Linked DNA regions of Sus scrofa: region 2 is linked to region 1. Evidence: chromatin contacts called from public Hi-C data. All regions are on one chromosome and are shown on one strand. Each heading gives the region's core, a stretch centred on a gene start, on an enhancer-like site or on the middle of the called end of the contact. The rest is flanking DNA. Distances are from core to core; before and after follow the strand shown. Region 1 overlaps DAB2IP (disabled homolog 2-interacting protein). Region 2 overlaps DAB2IP (disabled homolog 2-interacting protein).

Evidence for each region. A called contact is a pair of places that touch in the nucleus more often than the background predicts.
Region 2: a contact with region 1 is called in a Hi-C map of skeletal muscle, with 2.0 times the contacts expected there. The contact joins two enhancer-like sites. A contact is called at or near these places in 4 of 47 Hi-C or Micro-C datasets (alveolar macrophages, epiblast stem cells, psoas muscle and 1 more).

What each region holds. Positions count from the first base shown.
Region 1 is chr1:261,775,351-261,782,039 of Sscrofa11.1, forward strand. DAB2IP (disabled homolog 2-interacting protein) reads left to right here. Exons shown (of 18, transcript XM_003353636.5): 3 at 3,329-3,477. Among named protein-coding and RNA genes, the nearest start is that of DAB2IP, 46 kb to the left of the region's middle. Within about 2 kb of position 3,406, at least 32 of the 83 cell types and tissues checked have an H3K27ac peak or open chromatin away from gene starts, as enhancers often do. A contact at or near this core is called in skeletal muscle, where this site is marked.
Region 2 is chr1:261,839,248-261,846,005 of Sscrofa11.1, forward strand. It overlaps DAB2IP (disabled homolog 2-interacting protein), which reads left to right. Exons shown (of 18, transcript XM_003353636.5): 10 at 1,971-2,207; 11 at 3,662-3,863; 12 at 5,691-5,869. Among named protein-coding and RNA genes, the nearest start is that of DAB2IP, 110 kb to the left of the region's middle. Within about 2 kb of position 4,029, at least 1 of the 83 cell types and tissues checked has an H3K27ac peak or open chromatin away from gene starts, as enhancers often do. A contact at or near this core is called in skeletal muscle, where this site is marked.

The DNA of each region.
Region 1 (6,689 bases), core at 2,156-4,655:
TCCACTGCCCCTCCCTAAAGATCGACTTGGGTCGAGAACAAAATTTTCTGAAGGTCGGTCAGTCCCTCTTCCTGAGTTCAGGACTGCAAGCTGCCTGTAGAAATCACTTCCTGGGACCTCCCCCTGAAGGGACAGGAGAAAAGGCTTGTCTCCCTTCATCCAGGGCTGCGTGAGGAGCCACCCTTGTCCCTCCACCCCATGAAGGAGGTCAGTAAGCAAGCTGCGAGGCTGGGCAGGGCAGGGAACTGGAGTCTGGGGTCTTTGATTAACGTTGCTCTGTGACCTTGGGAAAGACCCTACCCGTCTCTGGGCCTTATTCATCCTTGTAATATAGTCTTTTGGAATCTGAGTCCCCATTCGGGGGATCAGGAGCATTTGTTGAGCCTCCATACGTAGAGCCCTGAGCTGGGTCTGCTGGGGTGCACAGGGTCCTTCAGGGTGGACATGTGTGATGTGGCCGGGGGCTAACAGGGGTTTTCCCCATTGCTCTAAGGACCTACTCTCCCATGAATCTGAGCTCCCTGTCCTTTTGCTATTCTGTACACTGCTCACCTCACAGTGTTCATGGCAGTCTTGGTCATTGTGTCTTGCGCATAGTCGGCTCTTTACGGATGGTGAATGAGTGAATGTTATAGAGAGCTTGAGTCCCCAAGGTCACGGTCAGGATGACAGGTAATGCTTAACAGAGGAGCACTGAGTGATGGGTGGGGATGGGGATACGTGTCCCACTCACCCTCCTCGAAGGAAGAAAACTTTTTTGTTTTTTAAACTCAGGAGTAGGCTGAAGCTGTCCATATTGATGCATAAGAAGCTCCATAAATTGTGAAACGTGCGTCATGGTTCTTTGTACCACGAGAATGTAAAAGTTGTGAAATCTTCAGCAGTATAGAAAATAAAAGCCAAGAAAAAGTAGAAGCCCATTGGGGGAACTGGCTTGACAATACTACCTGTGAGAGAAGAACCCATCCAATTTAGCCAGGTGCATCTCCACCCCCACCCGCAAACCTGGCAAGAGGCCGAGATTGGGAGAGCCCAGAGCTTATTCGGAGTGGAGGTCCCTGCCTTTGAGCTGTGTCTCCCAGAGGGCCTACCGTTCCCTGGGCCTGCTACCCTTTGTGGTCTCTCTGCATTAAGCCTTGTCCTGTCTGTGGGTCACACCTCTGGAGCAGCCCTCCCCCTAAGAGATAGGTGTTGAACTGCAGCTGATTAAAGTGCACTGATGAAAGTTCCCATCGTGGCTCAGTGGTTAATGAACCTGACTAGCATCCATGAGGACGCAGGTTTGATTCCTGGCCTTGCTTAGTGAGTTAAGGACCCAGCATTGCCGTGAGCTGTGGTGTAAGCTGCAGATGCGGCTCGGATATGGTGTTGCTGTGGCTGGGGTGTAGGCTGGCTGCTACAGCTCCAACTCGACCCCTAGCCTGGGAACTACATATGCTGCAGGTGCAGCCCTAAAAAAACCAAAAAAAAAATGAAAAATAAATAAAGTGCATTGATGGGTAATACCAGGCTACAGAGGTGAGAGGTGTCTGAATGAAGGCCCTCTGAATGAAGTGGCATTTCAGCTGGGCCTTGAAGGATGTGCAGAATTCTGGCAGCTGGCCACAAGCATAGGAATGGGAGAGATTGAGTTGGGGGGAGGGGAGTAAGGGCAGAAAAATGAGAAAAGGGAAAGCTTGAAGAGGGTGGGCAGAAGAGGGAGGTCTTATGGGAAAAGCTCTGGCATGAGACAGGCTTGCCTGGAAGCTGTGTGTCCTTGGGTGAGTCATTTCACCTCTCTGAGCAAGGTTTCTTCATTTGCAGAAAGAGATAATGTTTCTCTGTCATTTCTGTTTGTGTGGGTGACACGAGGTGACATGTACAGCCAGCGTTTGCCCTCATCGTGTCTAGGGTGCTACGGCCAGAGCAAGGTCAGATCCAACAAGGGCGTGGCCTATAGCAAATGTCCAATTCTCTTCCCAGACCAGAGAGAGGGCTGCCAAGCCAACCCTTTATTGTGTGATGGATGAATGCAGTGTTCGGATTGTGTACAACATTAACTTCCAAATGAGTTACTTTCCCATTTCCCTCTGTCTTTATGTTACCTGGAATTGAGGCTGGGGTGAGGGAGTCCCCAGAATCCCTCTCAGGCAACTCCACCAGGAAGGGAATCTCCCTTCCCTTAGCTTTCCTCTCCCTCCAACTACCTGAAGGTTCTAGGTCCAGAACACCCCAGGCTGTGGCTCCTTGAGCCCCCAAATCCATCCCATTACCTGTAAAGGGAGCACTGGTTCGAGCTGCTGTACTGCATGCTGTCTCTTCCTTAGACTGGGAGCTCTGGGGGCTGGGCCCGGCATATCAGCGCAGCCTGACAAATGGACGAATGGCTTGAATGCGGGCTCTCCAGGCTGAGGTTTGCCACAGTCCTCCCAGAAGCGGCCCTTGCCTGCCATGGGTCATAAATGAACCAGGCAGCAGTCCCTCCAGAGAAGGTCCAGCCTTCCCTCAGACCTGGTTCCAAATCTGGAAGCATGCAGGGGGAATACTCAGCAAACCCTTCAGTCCCTTGGTCTCAGTCTGAGCTAGGTCACTCTGTCCCCAAGGTGGTTGCCCCTGCTGAGGTACAATGGTTCCAGGCAAAGGGCTCCACCCTGAGGGCCTGTGACAGTCACCAGCGAAAGGCAAGATGCCCAGGTTAGGGGTCCAGGGGGCAGGGTACTACCAGGTGCCGAGCTGGCCAGCCGTTCCCCAGAGGACCAAACGCCTGCTCCAAGAGCCTTAGTTTCCCCCATCTGTGCAACCAGGGCTGAGAACACCAACCTCCTGGGTGGAGGAAGGCGCTTTGGCAATCCTGGACGGGGTGGGTAGGGGGCGTGGATTCTTCCAGGTGGATGGGGGTGTGACCTCCTTACAGTGAGAGGTGAGGGGGCTGCAGATGCGGAGGCCCGGGGTGGGGGGGTGTCCCTCCCCTACGCAGCCCCGCCCCCCTCGGCCCTGAGGGGCTCCCTCCGCCCCCGCGCCTGGGGGGCTCGGGCGTCCTCGGTCGCGGCCGGCGCGGCTCGGCTCGGCGTCGCCATGGCAACAGCGGCTTAGGGGGCGGGGGCGACGTGGCGGGCGGGCAGGCGGGCGGCGTGGGGTGGGCTGGGCCGCGCTGCGCGGGCCGGGCCGTCGGCGCTCGGTCGGCGGGCGGGCGGAGCGGGCAGCGAGCTGCTGGGGCCGAGCCCGAGCCCGCGCCCGCCCTCGGCCGCTCGGCCGCCCGAGCCAGGGCGCGGGTCCCGCGCGGGTCCCGGGCCCGCCGGTGCCGCGCTAACCCCGCCTCCCCTTCCCCCTCTTGTCGCCCCGCGCGCAGGGCTTCCTCAGCCGCCGCCTCAAGGGCTCTATCAAGCGCACCAAGAGCCAGCCCAAGCTGGACCGCAACCACAGCTTCCGCCACATCCTGCCGGGGTTCCGGAGCGCCGCCGCCGCCGCCGCAGCCGCCTCCGCCGCGGACAATGAGAGGTGAGCCCGCCGCCGCCGCCGCCTGGCCCGGCCTCCGCGCGCCGCCGCCCCAGGATGCGCCCCGGAGGGCGCGGGGACAAAGCGAGAGCCCCAGCTGGGGCGCGCTGTAAGCGTGAGGGCACCCCACGCCACCCTCCGGCAACTTGTGGGGCCACCTCGGACGGGGTGGAGGGCGCGACGGGAGGACCCTCCTCTCTCTCCCCGAGGGTGAGGACTGGGTGACCCAGCCGCGGGGCGAGGCCGGGCGGGAAGTGCCCTCACCAAGAAGTCCTCGCCTCGCCGAGGTGGGCATTGTTTCCAGGGCGGTGCGGTGCCCGGGGCTGGGGAAAGAAGTGGCGCCTCCACCCCAGGATCCATCCCCCTGCCTCTGGAGCCCTTGGGCGTCCGATACAAAAGGCATTTTTGGCTGGGTTTTGCGGGGACCCAGCGGTGAGGAAAAGGGTGAACATCTGGAGGGGAGGAGCAGCAGGGGGCTGGGCCGCTTAGGGGGCACATCTGCTCTAAGTAGGGCGCGTGCTCCGCTGGGGGCTGGGGCGAGCGGAGCGGGCAGTGCTGGGGCCCTGAGCTCAGGGGCATTGCTTGAGGCCAAGGAAGAAGGGCCTCATCCTCTCCAGCCTGGGCAGCTGCTTCCCTCCCTCACCTCTCCACTCCCAGGGGTGTCTCCTATTCCCGGTTTCCTTTTCTTGGGCAAGCCTGGAGCAGGTGTGGAAATTCCAAGGGGAGGTGGCTTGTGGGGCAGAAGAGCAGAGGGAGGAGATGGTTCAGCCTGCCAGGAGTCACTGGCAAGGAGCAGGCTTCAGCTCGCAAGGGCAAGCCATCCTGTCTGCGTCCGGGGGCACTGGGCGGACACAGCCTCTCCGGGCCCAGGTCCTCCTTCTCCAGGTGTACTAGCCCGGCACCTTTCTACTTGGGCACAGGCATGGCGATGAATTCTGGTGCCAGTTAGAACGTGTCCCTGCTCAGCTAAGTGGAGGTGAAGGAACAGGCAGGCACCAAGGAGCCTTTTCAGCATTCAGCCCCCACATCTGAGGCCCCTGGCATCTGCCTTCCTTCATAGGGCTGTGCCCCTGTGTATGATTGGTAGGTTGGCACTCCCTGTCGGGGAGGCACAGGTAGAATGAAAATGTCTCTCCCCTCCCCCTTGGTTCCGGCAGGCAGAGGAGTACAAGTTATAGCCCAACTCCCGCCCAAGGTTGAGTGACTGTTTAACTGACCCCCAGCATTTTCTGGAAGAGTACCCCTTCCACCCTCCAGGAGAATTACCAGACCTTTAATTTTTATCAGCCCAGAACTACTCTCTCTAGGGCATCCTCACCTCTGCCTGCAGCTGGTTTCCTGCCCCAGCTGCCAAGCTCAGCTTGAGGCAGGACCCTCAGCCTTTCTCTGATGGCCCTGGTGCCCCAGGGGACCAGGCGTGCCCTGGCAGCAAGATTTAGCCAGGCCAGAGCTCAGCGCTGGGTGCAGCCACTGCGTCTTTGAAAATCTCCATTCCCATCTTTGTTATTGTCTGGGCGGCAGGCCACCGGGTTCGCTGCCTTCCTCCCTCTGCCCGGCCCCTTCCTCCGGCTTTCTCCCCCAGGAACATGCCTTTCTCTGCGCTCTCCTTGATGGGGGTCAGGACCCTCTGCACCCGCATGCGGGGCCTTGTGTACGTACCCCGTTTTGTGTGCATGCATGTTGGTTGTCTGGGGAGCAGGAGAGACAGCAGGCGGTCCGGCCTCTGAGTGTGTCTGCCCTCCCGGGAGCAGACAGCGTGCGTGCTGTGTTGCCGTGTTTACCTCCCTCCAGCGGGAAGGCTGCACTGAGAAGCGGGCGAGCGCTCAGCCGGCAACCCTTGGCTGGAGGTCGGGGCATGGCCGAGATGGCCTCAAGCGGGTCCTGCCCAGCTTGGCCTCAGGTCAGCTTTGCCACATGCTGAAGGGGCGCGGAGTCGGGGTTAGAGAGTAGAACTACAAGACTGTAGATGACTGTTTCTAGAAACGGTGGTAAACGGTAGCAGTTGGAGCAGAAAGTCACTGGCAGTGGTGTGGAATTGTCTTATTAATTTTCTAGAAACAAAATCTGGCTTGGTGGCTTCTCTGGCAGAGGAAGGGAGCCCGGATTTCCCACAGACAGGCAGAGAGACTGAGTTTGAAATCCTTCTACCCAGTCTTAGGTTTTGCTCGGACTGGGGTCTCCTGATTTGCCACTTTGCTTAGAAATAGATTGATTGGGGCTGCTGATGGGAAGGACGGGCAGCCCCCAGAGGTGTCCTGTTTGGAGCTGAGTGAGTAAAACCAACTACGGAGACCCCACCCCACCCCTAAGCTCATGGTCAAACCTGGCTGGGTGGAGAGGCGCCTCCCCCGAGGCTGACGTGGGGTGGTGGTGCTGGTGAAAACTGGAAGGACTGAACAGGCTATCTTTGGCTTGGCTTGGCTTGGCAGTGAGGAGGGGGTTGAATTCCTGGCTCCGTGGGATCCCACTGGGCTGCCATGCCTCTTCCTGGGAATCGGGTAAGTGCAGAGACAGCAGCCTTAGCGAGGGGATGGGTGAAGGGAAGTGGGGGTGGCAGCCTCTCTGGTGGCATCCCCGTGTGGAGAAGGAGCACAGGGTACTCGGGGCTGGGGGTGGCCACTTGGGTTCTGACTCTGGATGAATCCGTCTGCTTTATGGCTGCTGAAGTGGCTTTGTTGCATGCTTTCTGCCGTGCTCTGCCAACTGCTGTGTTGAGGAGGTTATTTTTTGCGATGGGATTCTCTCATCTGGAGGTGGGAAACCAGTTGGTTCTGTTCTGGGATCTTTCAGCTCCCTGGGAAAGGAGTCTGCCCCAGGTTGGAGATGCTGAGCTTGGCTGATGCAGGGAGAGGGCTGCTGTGCAGTTGTGAGGCTGGGGTCAAGCCAGCCGGGGCTCGGTGGGCACACCAGGGCCACAGGACATGTTTGAGCCTTTGTACATATTCCCCTGGGAACAGCCTGGGGAAGGTTCTCAGCCCGTCTCCAAGATTGCTGTGCCCCTCAACATTCATTTCTTCTTTGGAGGGTTTGGAAATAAGCACCAAAGACAGGTAATCATTTCCCCTGGATAACAGGCATGAATGCTGCTCAGACTTCCAGGTGAAAGGTGTGCTGGCGAAAGCATTTTTGTTTTGCAGGCTGGAAATGTTCCTGCTTCATTTACAGGACTGTTTTAATGTTGGTAAAAGCGATCTCGGATGTGGTGTTTCTGCCTT
Region 2 (6,758 bases), core at 2,779-5,278, 65 kb after region 1:
ACAGCTCACCTGTCCGAAGGAGCTGGTGCTCATGTTACAGGCTCGGGAACAGGCCCAGCAGGGGCTTGTGTGGGTGCCTGGACACCGGGCAGGAGTCCTGCTGGGACACAGCAAAGGAGGAGGACGGCGCTTTAAATAGAGCAGAGGGCTGCAGGCCCCTGGCCCGGAAAGGAGACAGGTGTGCAGTGTGGGCTGCTCACACAGGACTGTACTCAGGGCCAGAAGGTAACAACCAGGCACCCGCTGCTCCTGACTGTCCAGGGGACTGTGCCGCCAGTCCCAAGCAGTGGCTTTATTTTCACAACCGGAGCTGCCCAGATAGTCTCCAGCTTAATACCTGCTTCCCCGTCTCCACCCAAGTCACTCTCCTGACCCCACTCCCACCCCAACCCCCAGCCATACCTTGTTTCTTTGCTCATGTGCTTTCCCATCATCCTGCTCTTAGGCCTGTGTTTGGCTTCCCTCTGTGGCCACCTTCACGTCACAGATGCGGTCAGCTCACCCCTCTCAGGCACCCTTGCTCACATCAGGAGCCCTGATTCCATGAGAATGGAGTTGTGCTGTGTCCAGGTCTGCTTCCTGCACACACTGTAAGCACCCTAGGGGCAAGCTGATGCAGCATCTCAGAGCTAGGCACACAAAAGGGCCTAGGAATGGTTTGCTGCTCCCGAAGGACAGGCCCAGGCAGGCCTTCTGGGGGAGTGACGGCCTTGAGTGGGGGCAGAGGGAATGGCCAGAGTCAGGCAGTGGGGCCGGCGCCCCCCGGCCCAGGTCCCTCTGCCCCATTGTGGCCCCTTGGGCCGATCCAGAAATGACCCCTGGTATCAGGCAATCAGGGAGCCTGAACTCTGGAACACACTCCCCCCTGGGCTGGGTAGCACTCTCACCCTCTGCCCTGATGTTCCTGGGGCGGCCAGTGGCCATGCAATGAGACGTGTGCCCGCACAGTGCTCGTCCATCTCCTCTTTGTGACGTCTGCACAGGCCCAGGGACACCTCTCAGTTCTGAACAAGGCCATCAGTAGATGTCATCGCTCAGTGCCTACCCCTGCCCAATCTTGCACCAGGTGCTTCCAGGGCCAGGACTAAAGGTCACCTGCCCTCACTTCTCTCGAGCCACGTCACTGTTGGTTCAGCCTCATTCACGGCCTGAGTCTGGGTGCTCGGCTTGTGGGACAAAAGCTTTTCAGGGTTACCATGGCCAAGGGTCTCGGCCTTAAGATAGCTCTTCCTCATTCTCAGCCTGTGGGTGAGGAACCTGAAGCCAAGAGTGGCCAGGCCTGGGACCGAGCACCCTGGGCTAGTGACAGTGCCAGGTATAGGCTGGGTTCAGGGAGCACACATCCTCTAGGGTGAAAAGATAGGAAGGTTGCCCTGTCGGCCTCACTGTGGTGGGGGTGGGGTTGTGCCCATGGAGAGGGCCCCCAGCCGGGTCTGAGAACCCTGTCCACACCTGCCGGTGGGAGGCGCGCCTTATTTCCCTCTCCGTGGAGAAAGCGCAGAGCTGTGGTCTCACTCTGTGGTTCTGATCCTCCCATCTTTCTGGTCTCACTGCGAGCTCTGCTGAAAACCTCTGATTCCTGTGACATCATTTGCCTGAAGGGAGTATGTCTCAGAAGCCAGGGATGGGGACCAAGGGGCAGTGGTCTCTTCCCGCCGTGGTTCCCTCACTCTCCTCTAGATCCAGGTGCCTGCCCTGTGGGAGGAGGGTGAAGCTCCCTGGGATTGGCTTCCCCTCTGGCTCCACTGCGCCTGTGTCCCACTCCACTGGCCTGGGTGTCTGCACTCGCCGAGCATCCGCCCTGTGCTCTTCCTGTGCCCTGAGGATGGCCGGAGGAGTGCAGTGGGCTCAGAACTCCAGTGGCAGGCCGAGGGCACACAGCCGTCAGGGTTCCATTGGACCCGGACCAGGTCCCTGCTTTGCACCCTGTGGTGCTGGCGCCCTCCTGATACCTCATCTGTCCTGCGCAGCGTCTTCCCGCGGGAGCTGAAGGAGGTGTTTGCCTCATGGAGACAGGAATGCAGCAGCCGCGGCCGGCCCGACATCAGCGAGCGGCTCATCAGTGCCTCCCTGTTTCTGCGCTTCCTCTGCCCGGCCATTATGTCGCCCTCGCTCTTCCACCTGCTGCAGGAGTACCCCGACGACCGCACTGCCCGCACCCTCACCCTCATCGCCAAGGTCACCCAGAACCTCGCCAACTTCGCCAAGTGAGTGCCTCATGCCGCCTTGGCAGAGCCGGGGCACAGACTGGAGCCCATGGTGGGGTCTGTCCCAGAGCTGGACTGTGCCACAGGCCCGGCTTTAGTCCCTGCCACCCTCATTCCTTTTCATTTCGGTATGTTTCCTTAATTTTCAAAGGTGAGAAGACAAGATATTTTTTCCTTCTGCTTCTTTGCATGAACATTTGATCATAAGGATTCTCCCATGTACTTAACATTCACAAGCTTCATTTTGAAGTGAGTGGCTAACGTCCCTTCCCGGGAGAAGGGCCCTTGTCTCCCTAACCCGTCCCCTGTGGTCGGGCTCTCGGCTTGTTTCCAACTGTCCTTGTCCAATGCTGCCAAGGACGTCTTTGCTCATGAAGCACCTGTGTTCCCACTGCCCCTTGAAGCCAGTGGGTGAGAACAGAAGGGTCGGGTCAACCAGTCGCTCTCATGAGGTGTGGAGACATGCTGGGCTGTGACTCACACCTGGTCCCCTCCCTGTTGGAGCCGGCATGTCAACAGAGGAGAGAGCCGTGACGGAGAGGGACCCGGCCTCGTAGGAGGTCCTAAGCTTCCCCGGAGAGGAAAGAGGGTGGTCTCTTAGAAGACGAGCTCCCCCAGCTGCGTGTTAGGGCGAAAGGCAGCAGGAACAGAGGCAGGCAGGCCCGGGAGGGCTGTGTACAGGAGGCACTGGGCACCATACGTGTTCTGAATTGTCAGGTGCCTGCTGGGGGGAGGGGCAGATGAGACCCAAGGGGACAGCAGGGACTTGAAGGACATTGGGAGCTGCCAGAGGGCTTTGAGCAAGGGGAGAAGATGACCCTCACCTGTCCTGGGTCCTGCAGAGGTCAGCCTGGCAGCAGTGGGGCAGGGGAGGTAGAAGGAGCGGGACTGGCAGCCAGGAGGCTGGGAGGAGAGCAAAGCTGTGGTTCCCGTAAAAGCACAGCGGCGGCAGTATTAGGTCAGGGTGGCCGCAGGGTCAGGGTGATTAGAAGATAAATTCGGCCAGTTGTGGGGGAGGAGGAAGGAGGAGTTGACTGACCACCGCCAGGCTTGTAGCATCTACACTGGGGATAGCGAGTCCTAGAGGAGGGGGCCAGTGCGGGGTGACGGGGGCGACCTCAGGTCTGCCCAAGCTGAGGACACAGGGAGGTGCCCACGGAGTACGTGTCTGAAAGCTGAGCAGAGAGACCTGGCCAGGCCTGGATTGAGAGCCATCTGCCCCCAGGCCGTTGACCATCGGGGGAAGAGGATGGAGACTGTGACCGGCAGCGAATGGGGAGCGAGGGCCGCGGAGCATTCCAGGTCCCATGAGGAAGGAGGACCCCAAGTCAGAGTGGACTAGTTGGCTGGGGAGCGAATGGCGGGGAGGGGTGGGAGCTGAGGAGGTGAGGGTCTCAGAGAAGGGGCTTCCTGGGCGGGGCCCAGGGCGCTTAGCCTGTCTGCTCCACTTCCAGATTTGGCAGCAAGGAGGAGTACATGTCGTTCATGAACCAGTTCCTGGAGCACGAGTGGACCAACATGCAGCGCTTCCTGCTGGAGATCTCCAACCCGGAGACCATCTCCAACACAGCTGGCTTCGAGGGCTACATCGACCTGGGCCGTGAGCTCTCCAGCCTGCACTCGCTGCTCTGGGAGGCCGTCAGCCAGCTGGAGCAGGTGCCTATCCGCACAGGGCCGAGACAGGGCAGAGGGGGCGCTGGAGGCTGCGCCTCCTCCCACAGCGTAACCACAGAGGTCAGAGGGGTCACCTGTGTGGCGTGGATCAGCAGCCCTGCCCGAGCCCTGTCGGCAGACACCAGGGGATCTTGGGGCCACTTCCTTGGAGGGGGCGCTATGTCCACTCGCCCGGAGAGCCCACTCTGTGTGCTGGGGCTGCAGCTGTGTCTGCACGCACACTGCATCACGTGGGTGGAGTCCACGGGTGAAGGTGTGCTCCCTACCTGTAAGAAATGTGATCGAATTTAGCTGCTTCTCCGAAAATGTCTTTGCTCTGGGTTTTAAGTTCGCTGATATGAAAAAGATAGACTCTGAAGATACTGCACCTCAACATGTCAGGCAGGATATTACAAACCTTTCCAGAACTGCCCTTGACCATCAGCTGAAATGGTTATTTCCTAGACCCCCCGACCTTGCTGCAGCCACCTGGAGGGGAGCCTCTGTGGCCTGGGGCTCCACTACCCCCAGTGGCCCCAGCCCACACCCAACAGGTTCTTGGCAGCAAGGGCTGGGCCTCCCAGGATCCACATCCAGAGCATCTGTTGCTTCCCAGGGCTCTGAGATCATCTTACAAAAGTAGCTACTGCTGAGGCAGGGCTGGAAGGCTCCCTACTCCTGTCCCATCCCTACAGGTGACCACTCAGGGCTCTCTGGTGTTCAGCCTTCTGGATATATCTGTGCATATGTTAAGTACACATAGGCAGAGTTCTTTCCCTTTTTGTTAAAGGGAGAACTGTGCGTGCCATGTGCATTTCTCACTTCTCTGTTGTGGGCGTCTTTCCACCACAGTACATGCTGCATCTTCACTGTGACCTTTCTAATGGCCACAGGCTGTCCAGTCATATGACTGCACCGTTTATGTCTCTGGACACTCAGATCAGTCCCAGCTTTTTCACTACAAACAGATGCTGTTGCAGTCATTTCTGTTCCTTTATGTCTGTTGCCCTTTGGCTGCAAGAGACCCAGGAGGGAGAAATGGAAATGAGGTCAAGTCCCTTTCCTCCACTGCTGCCAGCACTGGTCACTCTGCTGTCACCACTTAGCCCCTGTGCCAGCCACCGTCCTCCATATCTGTGTGGCCAGGCAAGAGGTAGGGAAGACGGTCAGCAGCCGTCACAGCTGACAGCGTTGAAGCAGAATTTAAAATTGAGCTGTTGGCCGCTCACGTCTCTTCTCTTTTGACCATGTGAGTTATTTCTTTTTGCACAAAACCCTAGGTGGAAGCCGGGCGTTAAGCAGGTGAAGGCAGAGTCCCTTTTCCCCGGCCTAGAACCTTTAGCACCACAGTCTGAACCAGGGCAGTGAGGTTCAGATGAGCCCAGTCACTACGCTGTGCCTGACCAGCCATTTGTAATCTGTCTAGTGGTGCCTGCTCCATGCCTGGGCCATCGCCATGGGGACTCAGGTGTTAAGGTGGGTCCAGCCCACCCTGTGGAGTAGGTGACTTGATGGGGCAGTGTCCCAGAAGCCTCTCCAGTGGGAGGTGTAGGTGGGGAACTTCTGGGGTCCCCCGTGGCCTTTCCTCTCTGGGACCAGTGAGGGTGGAGGGTTTGGACAAGGTGAGCATTTCTCCCCGTGGACCTCCCGTCTTGTCCCAGAAATGTCTGAGGAACTGGTAGGAATGTAATTTGAGGCTCATTCCCCGCTTCCCAGACCTGCTGGATTTGACTGCAGGGCAGGGCGGCGGGCCTGCATTTCTGACGACTCAGCACTTTCGAACACAGTGGCTGCAGTGGATCACACCTGCCTGTTGCTCTGTCTTTGCAGAGCATTGTATCCAAACTGGGGCCTCTGCCACGAATCCTAAGGGACGTCCACACAGCGTTGAGCACCCCAGGCAGTGGGCAGCTCACAGGGACCAACGACTTGGCCTCCACGCCTGGCTCTGGCAGCAGCAGCATCTCAGCTGGACTTCAGAAGATGGTGATTGAGAACGATCTCTCTGGGTAAGAATTGTCAGGCACGCCTCGAGTTGTGGGGTTTACCGGTAAGCCCATCTGCGTTCTCATTTGGGGAGGAGGATACCTCCACAGGTGTTTATAAAACAAGCCGGATGAGACTCACTGTGTTCTGCAGGCCCTAAGTGATGTTCAAATAGTGAACTTCTATTTGGGAAAAATCAGAGAAGGCTTCCTGGAGGAGGTGGTGCTACAGTTTTGAGCTTTTTTGGAAAAGTAACATTTCCATTAGTAGAAAAGACATTCTAGGTATAGGGACCAGCACAAACAAAGCCTAGAGAAACGACACCTTCTGTTGAAGAACAATTACGGTTCCCCACCACTTGTGCATCACTGGTTTGTGAGTTAAAAATACCTGTTTCCTCATATTTCCTATACGTGAATCATAATCGCCACAAGTGGTGCACAAGGGTATATGTTTTCAGGAGGTGCTCAGGTGACTCTGCAAGGCTTAGAGACCAGGAGCCCCAGAAACTAGAGAGATGCTGAGGCCCAGCCCCCTGAGCCCCCAGCCCTGGGGCAAGAGCCTGTAAATCAAGCACATGTACACACAGTGGAGGGAAAGGCAAGTGTTCTCAAGTGTTGACATCAAAATAAGGACATTCCTTCAAAAGCCCTGGCATATACACTGGACTGTCATGTCCCATCATACCTTCCGCTCCTCTCCCAGGGCCATCTGGGACCTGCTAGCAGGCATGAGGCTGGAGCAGCAGAGGTGGGAGCTGTCTGACTCTGGGCTGGTGGCAGCAGCAGCAGCAGCAGGCTTTTAGCAGGCAAGGGCATTGAGTCAGGGCCTGGGGTGTGGCGCGTGGGACTGGAGGCCCAGCAGGAGGCCGGAGATGCGGAGACCTGACACCCTTCCCGCATCCCTCTGAGT